Regions from separate parts of the Mus musculus genome. Here region 2 is linked to region 1. The links are chromatin contacts, called in public promoter capture Hi-C maps. All regions are on one chromosome and are shown on one strand. Each heading gives the region's core, a stretch centred on a gene start, on an enhancer-like site or on the middle of the called end of the contact. The rest is flanking DNA. Distances are from core to core; before and after follow the strand shown.

Region 1 (5,855 bases), core at 1,550-4,049:
CCCCATGCCTAGCAATAGATAGCCAACACAAAATGAACTCAACAGTATTTTTGTAAATGTTTATGTCTCATATTGCTTTGTTTGGGCATTTTTTTTATATTACTATTCTGGTGTTTTAATGGTCTATGTATAGTGCATTTCTTATGTTTTTCTTTTTCCTTTTTGTTTTGTTGCTATTATTATTATTATTTGCCTGTTTTCTAAAGAATGAAAGAAAGAAGGTATGGATTTGCATGGGGAAAGAGGTGGGGGAGGACCTTGGCAGAGTTGAGGGAGGGAAAATTATAATCAGAATATATTGTATAAAAAATAGTTTTAATGAAAAAACTAAACTGAAAAGGATCTTGGGGCTGCTACAGAGCCTGCAGTAATGGATGGCGTAAAAGGTTTATCATCAGCATCTGCATCCTTCTGCTCACCACCATTCTGTGATCACTCCTAACAACAGTCGATCTTTGACCCATAAGCTCCTCTGCCCACTCCCTTTCTGCCCCATAAGCATACAGCTTGTAGTGGGTGTCCGACTACAGGGTTTTTGCAGCGCCCCCCACCCCCAGTAAAACTCTTCACAGCCAACAAAACAAAAAACAAAAACCTTGGGTGCAGAGAGATGGCTCAATACTTAAGTGAACATACTGAGTTTACAGAGGATCCATGCTCTCTCTGTCCCTAACACCCAAATCAGGAGCCCACAGATCAGATCCAGAATATACTGACTGTCTTCTGGCCTCAGCAGAGACCTGCAGTCACAGACACACACCTGCAGACACCCACAGGCATGTGCACAGGATGTAAAATAAGAGCTTAAAAAAATAAAAAGCATCTTTAACAATTTTATATTCTGTTATGTAGCCGCCAGCAGCCACGGGTTCCTGGGTTCCTGAAAGGAAAGCTGGGGATGGATGGGAAGGATGGCGAGAGAAATAACGAGTGAGCCAAGACGAAGTCCTCTGATCAAGGCTCAACTTTAATTCTAGGGTCTGAATGTCTAAAGAGGGGAGACCCATCCATCCCCAACTATGCCAGGATCTTGTCACCTTGTCAGGGTCCCCTCAGGAAGACAAGCTCAGCTGCTCAGCAGGTGGTGGCTTCTTGCAGGAAGCTGCAGATGGGGCACACAATAGACTTTACCTAGGTCGGAAGATTCCACCCTAGGTGGGCTAGCTGACTGTGGCAGACAAGGTCTGATCCAGCCCCCTCAAGGCTGGGGGAGGGGCACACCATTAGTGTCCTATTTTGCAAAATTTTGTGGTCTAAAGAGCCAAGAAATAATTTATTGTTACACCCTACTTTAATTCCAATTCTACCAACCATACCAACTCCACATACCTAAAGAGAAACATATTGATCAACCTGTGTTTCTACCAGTTAATAGCTGGATTGTATTCAAATGAACTAGTCACTCTGGCATGATGATTTAAAAACAAAACAATAGCAACAACACCACCCATGTGAAATCTCTGTCCCACCTTGGGAAGTTAAAGTGGAAAAATCTAAAATTCTACCAGATACTATATTCCATTCTAAGCTTTTGATAACTTTTGTATCTTTTAACAGAGACTGAATTGATCAACTATTAAAAGAACTGTACTAAATATCCCATTACATGTATGAGAAACTACACAATAATAAAAAGCAATCGCTGCTTTTTTATAGACATCATCACAGACTTGAAACACTCTCAAGCTTGGTATGTATAGCTCATCTTTTCTCATATAAACGATGACTGGACCTTGGAGTTATAGGCTACTTAAGATCATTCTCATAGTATAGCAGATCATGGATGTTCATTCAACCAGTGTGAATCAGTCCACAGGGACCAACATTCCTTCTGTTGATGTATCAAGATCTGTTCTAGTAATACATCAGCTAGAATAAAGTTAATACTGATACTAATAGCAATAATGTTAATACTGATAAGTAGTTATCTGATCCATTGACACTTGGAAGACCTCATTTCTGTTTCTATGCTACTTCCTCATTTAAGTCTACCAAAAAGATACAACTGTTACTTTGTACTGACATCAAGAGGGAGGAAGCAGATTGAGGAGTTAAGAGTGGAGCTCAGATGATAGAGTGCTCACCTCACAGGCACAATGCCCTGGGTTGGATTCCAGGCACCACACAAACCATAATGGTACATACCTGACAGGGAGGGGGGCGGGGAGGGGGGGCGTGCTGGAGGAGAGAACTAGAAATTCAAGATCACTCTTAGCTACATAGTGTCTTCGAGGCTAGCCAGTGCAACATGAAATCCTGTCTCAAAGAAAAGGAGGAGGAAGAGGAGGGCTAAAGCCAAGCAAGACATTGCTGTTGCCCAAAAAAAAAAAAAAAAAAAAAAAAAAAAAGATATATATATATATATTATTCAGGTAAGATCTGCTCTACTATATGGTAATTTTTGTAGTATAAGAAAGTACATGTACTGCAGGAACAAGTATTAGGATATAGAATTCAGCCATGACCAGAAAGTGATGGGAGGGGAGAAAGGAGAGGGGAGGAGAGGGGAGGAGAGGGGAGAGGGAAGGAGGGGGGAAAGGGGAGAGGGAAGGAGAGGGGAGAGGGGAGAGGGAAGGAGAGGGGAGAGGGAAGGAGAGGGGAGGAGAGGGGAGGAGAGGGGAGAAGGGAGAGGGGATGGTCCCTGGAGAACATGAGGATCAGATCAGGCTACACCATGATTTATCCATTCCGAGACAGCCATAGTGTGGGCTGAGATGGATAACGACAGCAGTGGGTAATAACTGGTTTTTCTTGCATTGCTTTCAGATGTGTCCTTGTGTGTTCCTTTCCCCCATAAGATGAACAGAAACGACCCAGTATACAATATCAATGGCATAAGAAATGCTTTTTTTTCTGAAATTGTCTTTGGGGTCTCAGCCAACACCATCCTCCTGCTCTCCCACGTGGTCACATTCTTTCAGGAACTCAGGCACAAGCCCATCAACATAACCATTGGTGTCCTGGCTCTAAGCCACATCGTGATGCTGCTGGCCATGGCTGCCATGGCTACAGACATTTTGGGGTCCCAGGGGTTTTGGGATGACTTCACATGTAAATCAGTGATCTCCTTGTACAGGCTGATGAGGGGTGTCTCCATTTGTGCCACATGTCACCTGAGCGTCCTCCAGGTCATCCTCCTCAGCCCCAGAAGTTCCTGTTTGGCAAAGGTCAAACCTAACTCCCTCTGGCACAACTTGTGCTGCTTTCTTTCCCTGTGGGCCTTCCACATGTCCATTAATGTTTTTTCAAACTCCATTGTGGCCGCCCACAATGTGACCTCACACATTCTCATACTGGTCACTAAATCCTGCTCTCTCTGGGTTGTTAGTGACACCATGAGACACTTACTTTCTATACTGGCTGCCTTCCGGGATGCCTCTCTAGTAGGGCTCATGGTACTTTCAAGTATATACATGGTGACTGTCTTGTGCAGACATAAAAGGCAGTGTCAGTACCTTCACAACACCAGCATTTCCCGCAAAGCATCCCCAGAGCAGAGGGCCGTCCGGAACATTCTGTTGCTAGTGAGCTTCTTTTTGGTCACGTACTGTCTGGATTCCATTGCCTCCTCCTGGAGAGTTATGTGGAATAATGACCCAACCCATCGCTGTGTCCAGATGTTTGTGTCCAGTGGTTATGCCACGTTCAGTCCTTTGGTGTTCATCAGTACTGAACAACGTATGATTAACTGTTTGAAAAACACACAGGGCCAACAGTAAATATTTGATTATTCTGTGATGAACAAGCTTCCTTCACAAGAACTAGCACATTGACTTCAGGGTAATCAATCAAGGCATACCATACATGATCTCTGGGCTAGATAAAAATAAAGACATTGAAATGCTTTCTCCGTTAAACCTACTTTTGGCATAAGCATCAAAAAATATATAGTTTACCATTGAAACATAAGCCATTCTGAAATAATAAAAGTTACTAATAATTCTAGTAGTCCGAAGGAAGACTGAATTATTACAGCATAGAGTAGCTCACATATTATATATGAGAATTTTCAACACTTTTAATATGTCAGTAGTCATGGTGGCCTTTAGTTCAATAACTAGGTATGTAAATTATTATCATGGATTATTATCATGATTGTGATCATGAATCAAAATTCTATATATTATGATCTATACACTATGAGGCTAAGAGGTAAGACCACTGACTGCTCTTCTGAAGGTCATGAGTTCACGCTCACAACCACCCATAACTAGATCTGATGCCCTCTTTTGGTGCATCTGAAGACAGTCACAGTGTACTTAAGTATAATAATAAATAAATCTTTGTGCCAGAGTAGGGCCGACAAGAGTGAGTGGGGTTGACTGGAGAGAGCAGAGGTCCTAAATTCAATTCTAAACAACCACATGAAGGCTCACAACCATCTGTACAGCTACAGTGTACTCATATACATAAAATAAATTTAAAAATCTTTTTTAAAAAGAAGAAAAGGGAGAAGGAGAGAGGGAAAGAGGAAGAGAGGGGGAGGAGGGGGAAAGGAAGAGGGGAAGGAGGAAGAGGGGAAGGAGGAAGAGGGGAAGCAGGAGAGAGATAAGGGGAGAGAGGAAAGGGGGAGGGGAAAGAAGGAGGAAGAGAAGTTATTCCCCAATGAGAGTTCTTCCTGTGTGAATCAGACTCAGATTTCACATATCAGAACGCTTGTCAGATGTCAGCCTTGGAAATCCTGCTATCTAAAAATAATGAGAAAATACATATCTATACTTTATGAACTATTCAGTCTGTGATCTTCATAGATAAGAGTCCAAATGAACTAAAATGGCCTTCAATGAGCAAAACAAAAGACATGAGACAGAACAAAGGCATGAGGATAAGTTTCCTGATTTCAAAATATATCATAAAGCTATAATAACTGGAGCATTGTGGTTCTTAAATAATAAGAAACATGCATACACTAATCAAAACCCCAAAAATATAGACATACATGCTCAGCTGACCTTTGACAAGATACACAACAGGGAAAGGACACTATTTTGAACAAATGGTCCAGAGGACAGTGGCAGAGTAATCAAACTGGACCCTTATTTCATACCTAAAAATTAGCAGAAATGGGTTAATGGTTTTTATGTGAGGCCTGAATATATAATCTAGGAGAAAACACAGCACACTATGTCACACCCAGTCCAGTGAAGACTGCATGACAGGCCCAAAATCTTGGGACACAGTTGCAGACCCGAGTTTCACGGGAACTCAGTCTCCTGGAACCTTGGCATGAATGCTCCAAACCTGTCACTGCGTTAGTCAGTGAATGGATCTGTGTGCTTTCTTTCAGTATTGTTTTATTATAGGTGCCTCCAAGAAATGATCTTACAAATACATAAATCAGGTTGAACTTTACTCCCTGGCCTTCACCCATGTCCTAGGCAGTCCTTGAGCTGACCCTGGGCTTGGAATTTCGTGAGAATGTTACTTATTCAGACAAAATGCCCCAGTGCTGACAGCAATCAGGCATCTCACAGTTGCCGGATAGGAGCTAGTAATCTCAGGGCTGGCTCAAATAGTATACTTAGAATTCTCATTACAGACATGAATGGCAGCCTACATTACATAATAGTAGAAAGAAAGTGGGTTGTGGTTTTAGGAGGAACTGAAGTATTATTCATGAAAGGGTTGTAGTACAGAATTCCCCTGGTGCATGTTTTCACTAGGCCCAGAGGAAAAGCATAATTAGGTATTTACTAAGGGACCCCTGGTGGTGGGTTTAACAGTAGACTAGCATTGCATCAGACCTTTCACCTGGTTCCTGTGAATAGCTGATTTTAGATAGGGTTGTTCCTATCTCAGTTGTAAACACTGCCTGGTTCCTGCCAGCTATTTTTTTAAAGATTTATTTATTTATT
Region 2 (5,855 bases), core at 1,389-3,888, 800 kb before region 1:
ACGCTGAGTGTGAATCCTGGCTCACCATTCACCACTCTCAGGCCTTAGGACAGTGACAGTCCTAAGCGACTCTGAGTGCCTGCTTACGCGTTCCCCAGGATTACCAGTGCTAGTAACTGGTGTAAAAGGGAAAGCGCCTCGCCGTTGTAAGGTAAAGTTCAGGGCCAGTGAGAGATGGCTCAGCAGTTAAGAGCGGTTATTGCTGCAGACAACCCAGGTGACCTCCTGACATTCACTTCTGGCAGCTCACAGCGACCCATGACTCCAAGTTCAGGGGATCTGATGGCCTCTTCTGGCCTCTGTGGGCACCTGCCCTTATGTACATGCCTACCTATAATCCCAGCTCTTGGGAGACTGGGATAGCAGCATGAGGACGTTAAGGCCGGCCTGGGATACATAGAATTGCAGGATAGTCTGGAATACACCGAGTCTCTAAAAGAATTAGATTTTCTGAGCAGAAGAGAGAAAGCACAAAGAGAAAAATGAGGCACAGTCAAAACAATGAGAGAAGCCAGTGTTGTGGGTGGAGAGATACTGCATGGAGATACACACACACACACACACACACACACACACACAGAGGATATGTAACAGGAGCTGTACAGGGAGGAGGGCATGTGGTCAGCAGGAGTGCCTGCTTGCCCCGAGCTCCAGGCTAGCCTTCTGCCTGGCTGATCCTTGACTGTGCTTTCTAAGTTGAGCTTCTGAACACTCAGCTTTTTCGAGTGTACTCTGCCTTTTCCAGCCCCCCACACCCTACCTCTTGGAGTTATCAGACACCGCTATATGGTTTTGCCTTGACTTCGTTCTAATTGTCTCACAGGTGTGGGGTTTTATCTTCCCAGCTACACCTGGACAGTTCAGAACCGTGGGAGCCATGCTCCAACCTTGTCTTTGTCCCACAGAGCTGAGGACATCATAGGCTGTGGCTCACAGCTCAGAAAACTATGGTACCAGGGCGGGGAGGCCCCAACGCCTGGAAGGTCTGTCACCACATTCTTTTCCACAAACTGAAGAAGAAGCAAACACGTCAGGGGACAGGAATTTGGCAGGGCAGGAACTCTTGCTCCATAGGACTAAAAGCAAGGGAGGGCAGACACAATAACTGCTTCCAATCCTCAGCAGAGCTACAAAGCTGAAGAAGCCGCCACCAGGAGTTATCCAAGAACCCTTTGTGTTAGAGACATCGCCCCAGGAGAGGGCTTTCCTCCTCAGACAAAGCTAAGACCCGACGAGATTAGCTTTGCAGTCACACAGTGGAATCAGAAAGGTTTGAGCAGCAAAGGATAGAAGAGAGTGAACCTGGGCCATCAATTAGGATGGAAGTGTCTTCCAGGATGTCCATCAAGCCCATATGAATGAACTAAGTCATCCTGATTACTATAATAGGGACTCTTCTTGTACCGCCCCATCATTAACGTTGGCCTGGACCCCTCGTCGGGGGCACCCCAAGAATCCTACCACAATGTGAAAGGCTAAGCATTTAGCATAGCAGAACCCAGGGTTCCCTCCTGACTGCATAGCATGCTGGATGTTCCTCACGATTGGTTTCTGCCCCCAAAGAATAAGGTGAACAGAGTCAAGATCTACACACCTTGAACAAACTATTCAGAGTTGTGTCCTCTGAGGAAAGGCAGAGGAAAGAGACCAAGCCACATGTGTGTGACAGTGGCAGGTCAGCATCCACACCCCCTTCCAGGTACGGGACAGGAGGAATGCATTGTTCATGTGCTTGAGGGGGTTAACCCTCAATAACACTTCATAAAAGGCCCTGCGGTTAAGCTGCAGGCCCATGCCGCACAGCGCTAGACTGCCGTGTTCCAGACACTAGCTAATTACAAGGCTAGCCCACCAATGGGAGAAAGCAATCCCCATGCATTCCCATTCCTCAAGGTCTCAGCAGCCTTCCTGGGGAGACTTTCTCTCTCCCAAGACAACCAACCACCCCACTTCAGGAAACAACCACTATTCCAGCCGTGGTGGTTTACGGAGCAGAGCCATGACTGTAATGGCTGTAATTGCCAAAGGCTGATGGAGTTCTTTCTTCACAGCCTCGGGGCCAGCTGCCCTACTTCTCCCTGCCCCGGAGGGTGTCCAAGGACTTCACTGACTGCAGTGTCTTTTTAAGGTGTCCATAGCTCAATTGATGGTGACTGTCGACTTCCTCTTTCCAAGGAAGACAGCAAGAGAACGGACTCCGCGCGCGTTAAATACCTGTCTCTTCCAGAGGGTGGGGCCAAAGGTGAAAGCCAGAAGAGAGAACTAGGGAACCTTGTCCCAAAGCCAGCATGCAAGTGACTTGTCAATCCTAGAATTGTCCCGCTGGGCACTCTGCTTACTCTCAGCTCGCTGGGCCGAGGGACCCCAGTTTCCGTGGCACTGAGTGGCAGAGAGCACAGGCAGGAAAGAGAGTTGAAAGGGTTCAGGACGAAGCCAGGAGGAAGAGAGAGGGGCGGGGGCACTAACGTGTCCAGCAACGTCCCGGGCCCCTTCCGGTCTCAGGGAACCCCCTGCTGGACCCCTTGCAACTACAAGGCTCTCACCTCCCAAGCGGGATTCCCACAACACAGGCTCCAGGACTGACCTCACTCGGCTCCAGGCACCAAAGCTGCCGCTGGGCTCGGGAAAGCAGGAGAGCGGGGAGGAGAGGGAAACACCGCCCGCTGCTGGAGCCCCGCCCACAACTCTTGATCAGGCTTTCTCTGTGGACCATGCTTGTCTTTTCTGAGTTCTGGGCAAAGTACCTCAGCCTAGGTACCTCTCTGCTTTCTTGCCAGGGAGGAGACCTCTATCTCTGCTGCAATGACCTTGTAACTGAGGTAGGAAAGAAAGTAGAGCTGGGGCAGACGGTAGGTATTGGCTATCATGGAGCCCAGCACAGGAGGCAGAGGGCCTGTTGTGATTTTTGTAGCTACCCCTAACTGTCCATCGAGATAACATAGGCCTGCACTGACCCAGGGAAGGCGGCCTAGATCCTATCCTGATGCACTGTACACACGGCCAGCGCAGCAAGTCCTGATCGGGGCAGTTACTTCTGTTCTTGCCTGTGCTCTTTGATCTGTGCCAAATCTTGAAGATATGATGCTGAGGGGTGAAGCTGGCTGTCATTTTGCCCTCTACTACTTGGCTACGCCTTCTATTTTAACTATTGAAGGTGTGTGTGTGTGTGTGTGTGTGTGTGTGTGTGTGTGTGTGTGTACACGCCCACACATGCACATCATTCATCAGGAGCTGTCTATCTTGTTTATTGAGTTATTGAGACAGGATCTCCCACTGGCCTGGAACTCACCAAAAATGCTAAGCTGGTTAACAAGCCCCAGGGATACTGGATGCTCTACCTCCCCAGCACTGGGGTTACAGGCAGGTACCATCACCATGCCTGTGGACTTTACTTGTGTGTTAGGGATTGAACTCTGGTCCTCATGCTTCCACAAGCACTATACCCCCTGCCCCATACTAAATATCTGAAGGTCAGATTTGGATCAGCAAAGGCTACTGCCTGTGACTGAAGGCCAGGGAAGGAAGTTGTGATTTCCCTCAGAGAACGCAAGAGCTTTCCGGCCTGTGAGCCCTTCTGGCTTCACTTCCCTTTTCCTTCCCACCCTCCACCTGCTCCTAGGAGGAGGGGGCGGGGTGTTGTGGGGTTGAGAGTTGATCTGCTTTCTGGAAAGGGACATGCTGAAGGAAAGAAAAGTCAGGAGCCTGCTGCTGCAGGAGTGTTAAAAGGAAGGGATTTGTATAGGAAGGTGGCGAAGTCAGTCGCTTTCTGGGGGTGAAACCCAGTTCAAGGACAGAAGTGTCACAGTCTGCAGTAAGACTGGGGTCGCATGGAGGTTGGGCAAAAGCTGACAGCTGCCTCTTGCAGCTGGGGTGTAATCCCAGGTTGATTCACACTCTCCAGCGTGGCCTGACAGCTAGGTGATATGATCAAGCAGGGCAGGAGAGATAGGTTAAAACAAAGCCCAGCACTTAATTACCAAGGAAGATCTCATTATACAGTCTTCTCAGCTCCCTCCTCGGCTGGCAGCTTGAAGCCCATGTGACAAGTTGCCTCAAGTGGCTCTCGAAAGCTGAGTGCAGAGGGATGGAACTGCAACCCTGCCTACCTGCTCTGCAGCTGGGAGGAGGAGGCTTGTAAGCCCAGGAGGTAGGGCCTTCCTATAATGTGGGTGGGACTGAGAACAATGCCAGGGAGGGCTGGGTGCCATTTACTGCCTTCCTAAAACCAGAGGGGATTTATCCCAGGAGTGCTAGGAATATGGAAAGGGACCGCCTAAGGCCCCACCCTAATTGACACCTGATGTGGGATAATTATTCTGGTTATTGGGCTCCAGGACTCATTGTCAGAATGAAATGCAGTAGCTGGAGTGTTCTTTCTTCATGGTTTTGCCTTGGCCAATAGCTCCCCATCCTTTCTCACATCACATCTTCAAAAGGAACGCACCTAACACTTCTAGATAGTCTCCAATTTATGGTGGTTCTCTTTGTGAATCTATATCTCTCTATGTGTGTGTGTGTATATATATGTGTGTGTGTGTATATGTGTGTGTGTATATGTATGCATATATATATGTATATATATACACACATATACATATATATATGCATGCACACACACACATACACACACACATATATATGTCTGTGTGTCATGGTGCAAAAGTAACTTGCATTCAGTAAAAACTGAACGTTGACCTTTGAATTTGGGTCTTCTCCTGGATTCACATTTAGTTCTTTACTACTCCTGGTTTGTGTGGTGTGTATGTGTGTGTATGTGTGTGTGTGTGCCTGTGGTGGCCACAAAAAAGACGTCAAATCCCCTGAAGCTGCAGTTCCAGGAGGTTATGAATAGCTAGATGTGGGTGCTGGTAACTGCACTTGGGTTCTCTGGAAGAGCAGCCAGTGCTCTTAACCACTGAGCTTTCTCTCCAGCCCCTTGTTCTTGATGCTACACAGCCAGCGTGCCACACTCCTGCTAAGCCATGTGACCACAAGAGCAAACAACCAAGCCCTGTAGTTTACGGTTTCTGAGGCTACGACGATTGGGAGGTTGGCTGTACTAAACAAATACATTCTCCTTCTATGACATTTTCAATTTATGATGAGTTGATTAAGTCATAACACCCACGATGAGACAAGGAGCTCTACATCTAAGTTAGATCCCTCATCTTGTTATCTGGCAACCCATCCTCTTCCTTTCACCACTATAATTTTGTATAGATAACATCTTATGTTAAAGTGAGTCTCCCCTTCAAACTGTCAGACCTGATAGGCTGTATGCGCACGCACACACTCAGCGAGAGGAGAGGAACGTGCTTCTTTCTCACTTCAAATCTAATAACTGATAAGTGCTTCTCAATAAATATTGTTAGTGAATGAATGCATGCGCAGGATTAGCTGTCTTCATTTCAAAATTAAGACTCAGCCTGTGGCAGTAGACATTAGCGACAATAATATAAATAGTAACTATTGTTACTATGTCTATTTAAAAAGTAATAACCCAGACAAGATTCAGGAAAGTACAAACCCCAAGATTCACTAGTGCGGAGGGATGGAACTGCATCCCTGCCTACCTGCTCTGCAGGGGAGAGGAGGAGGCTTGTAAGCCCAGGAGGAAGGGACCTTCCGACAACGTGGGTGGGGGATAGTCTAAAATTGACTACCTTTCCAACAACCAAATATTCAGTTTCCCTACAGACCTTGCGTTTCTTCCAGGAATACCAATCTGAGTTAGGTCTGCCTGTCAGCATGTGTGTACACACGTGTGCGCATACACATGCGTATGTGCATACAGTCTGATTTCTATACTGCTGACCCTGCAAAGTTCCAGCAGAGATGGAACGTTCTGCCCCATT

What was found. Promoter capture Hi-C pulls out the DNA fragments that hold promoters and counts their contacts.
Region 2: a contact with region 1 is called in a promoter capture Hi-C map of embryonic stem cells, with 6 times the contacts expected there. The contact joins the promoter of Tlr5 here to the promoter of Vmn1r1 in region 1. A contact is called at or near these places in 2 of 39 promoter capture datasets (embryonic stem cells and hippocampal neurons), 1 of 484 Hi-C or Micro-C datasets (embryonic stem cells), 2 of 115 datasets of contacts at active chromatin or transcription factors (both in embryonic stem cells) and 1 of 9 other capture datasets (embryonic stem cells).

The regions. Positions count from the first base shown.
Region 1 is chr1:182,155,042-182,160,896 of GRCm38.p6, reverse strand. It overlaps Vmn1r1 (vomeronasal 1 receptor 1), which reads left to right and starts at 2,799. Exons shown (of 1, transcript NM_001166728.1): 1 at 2,799-3,719. The coding sequence starts at 2,799. The coding sequence ends at 3,719.
Region 2 is chr1:182,951,571-182,957,425 of GRCm38.p6, reverse strand. Tlr5 (toll-like receptor 5) reads right to left here and starts at 2,638. Exons shown (of 4, transcript NM_016928.3): 1 at 2,544-2,638.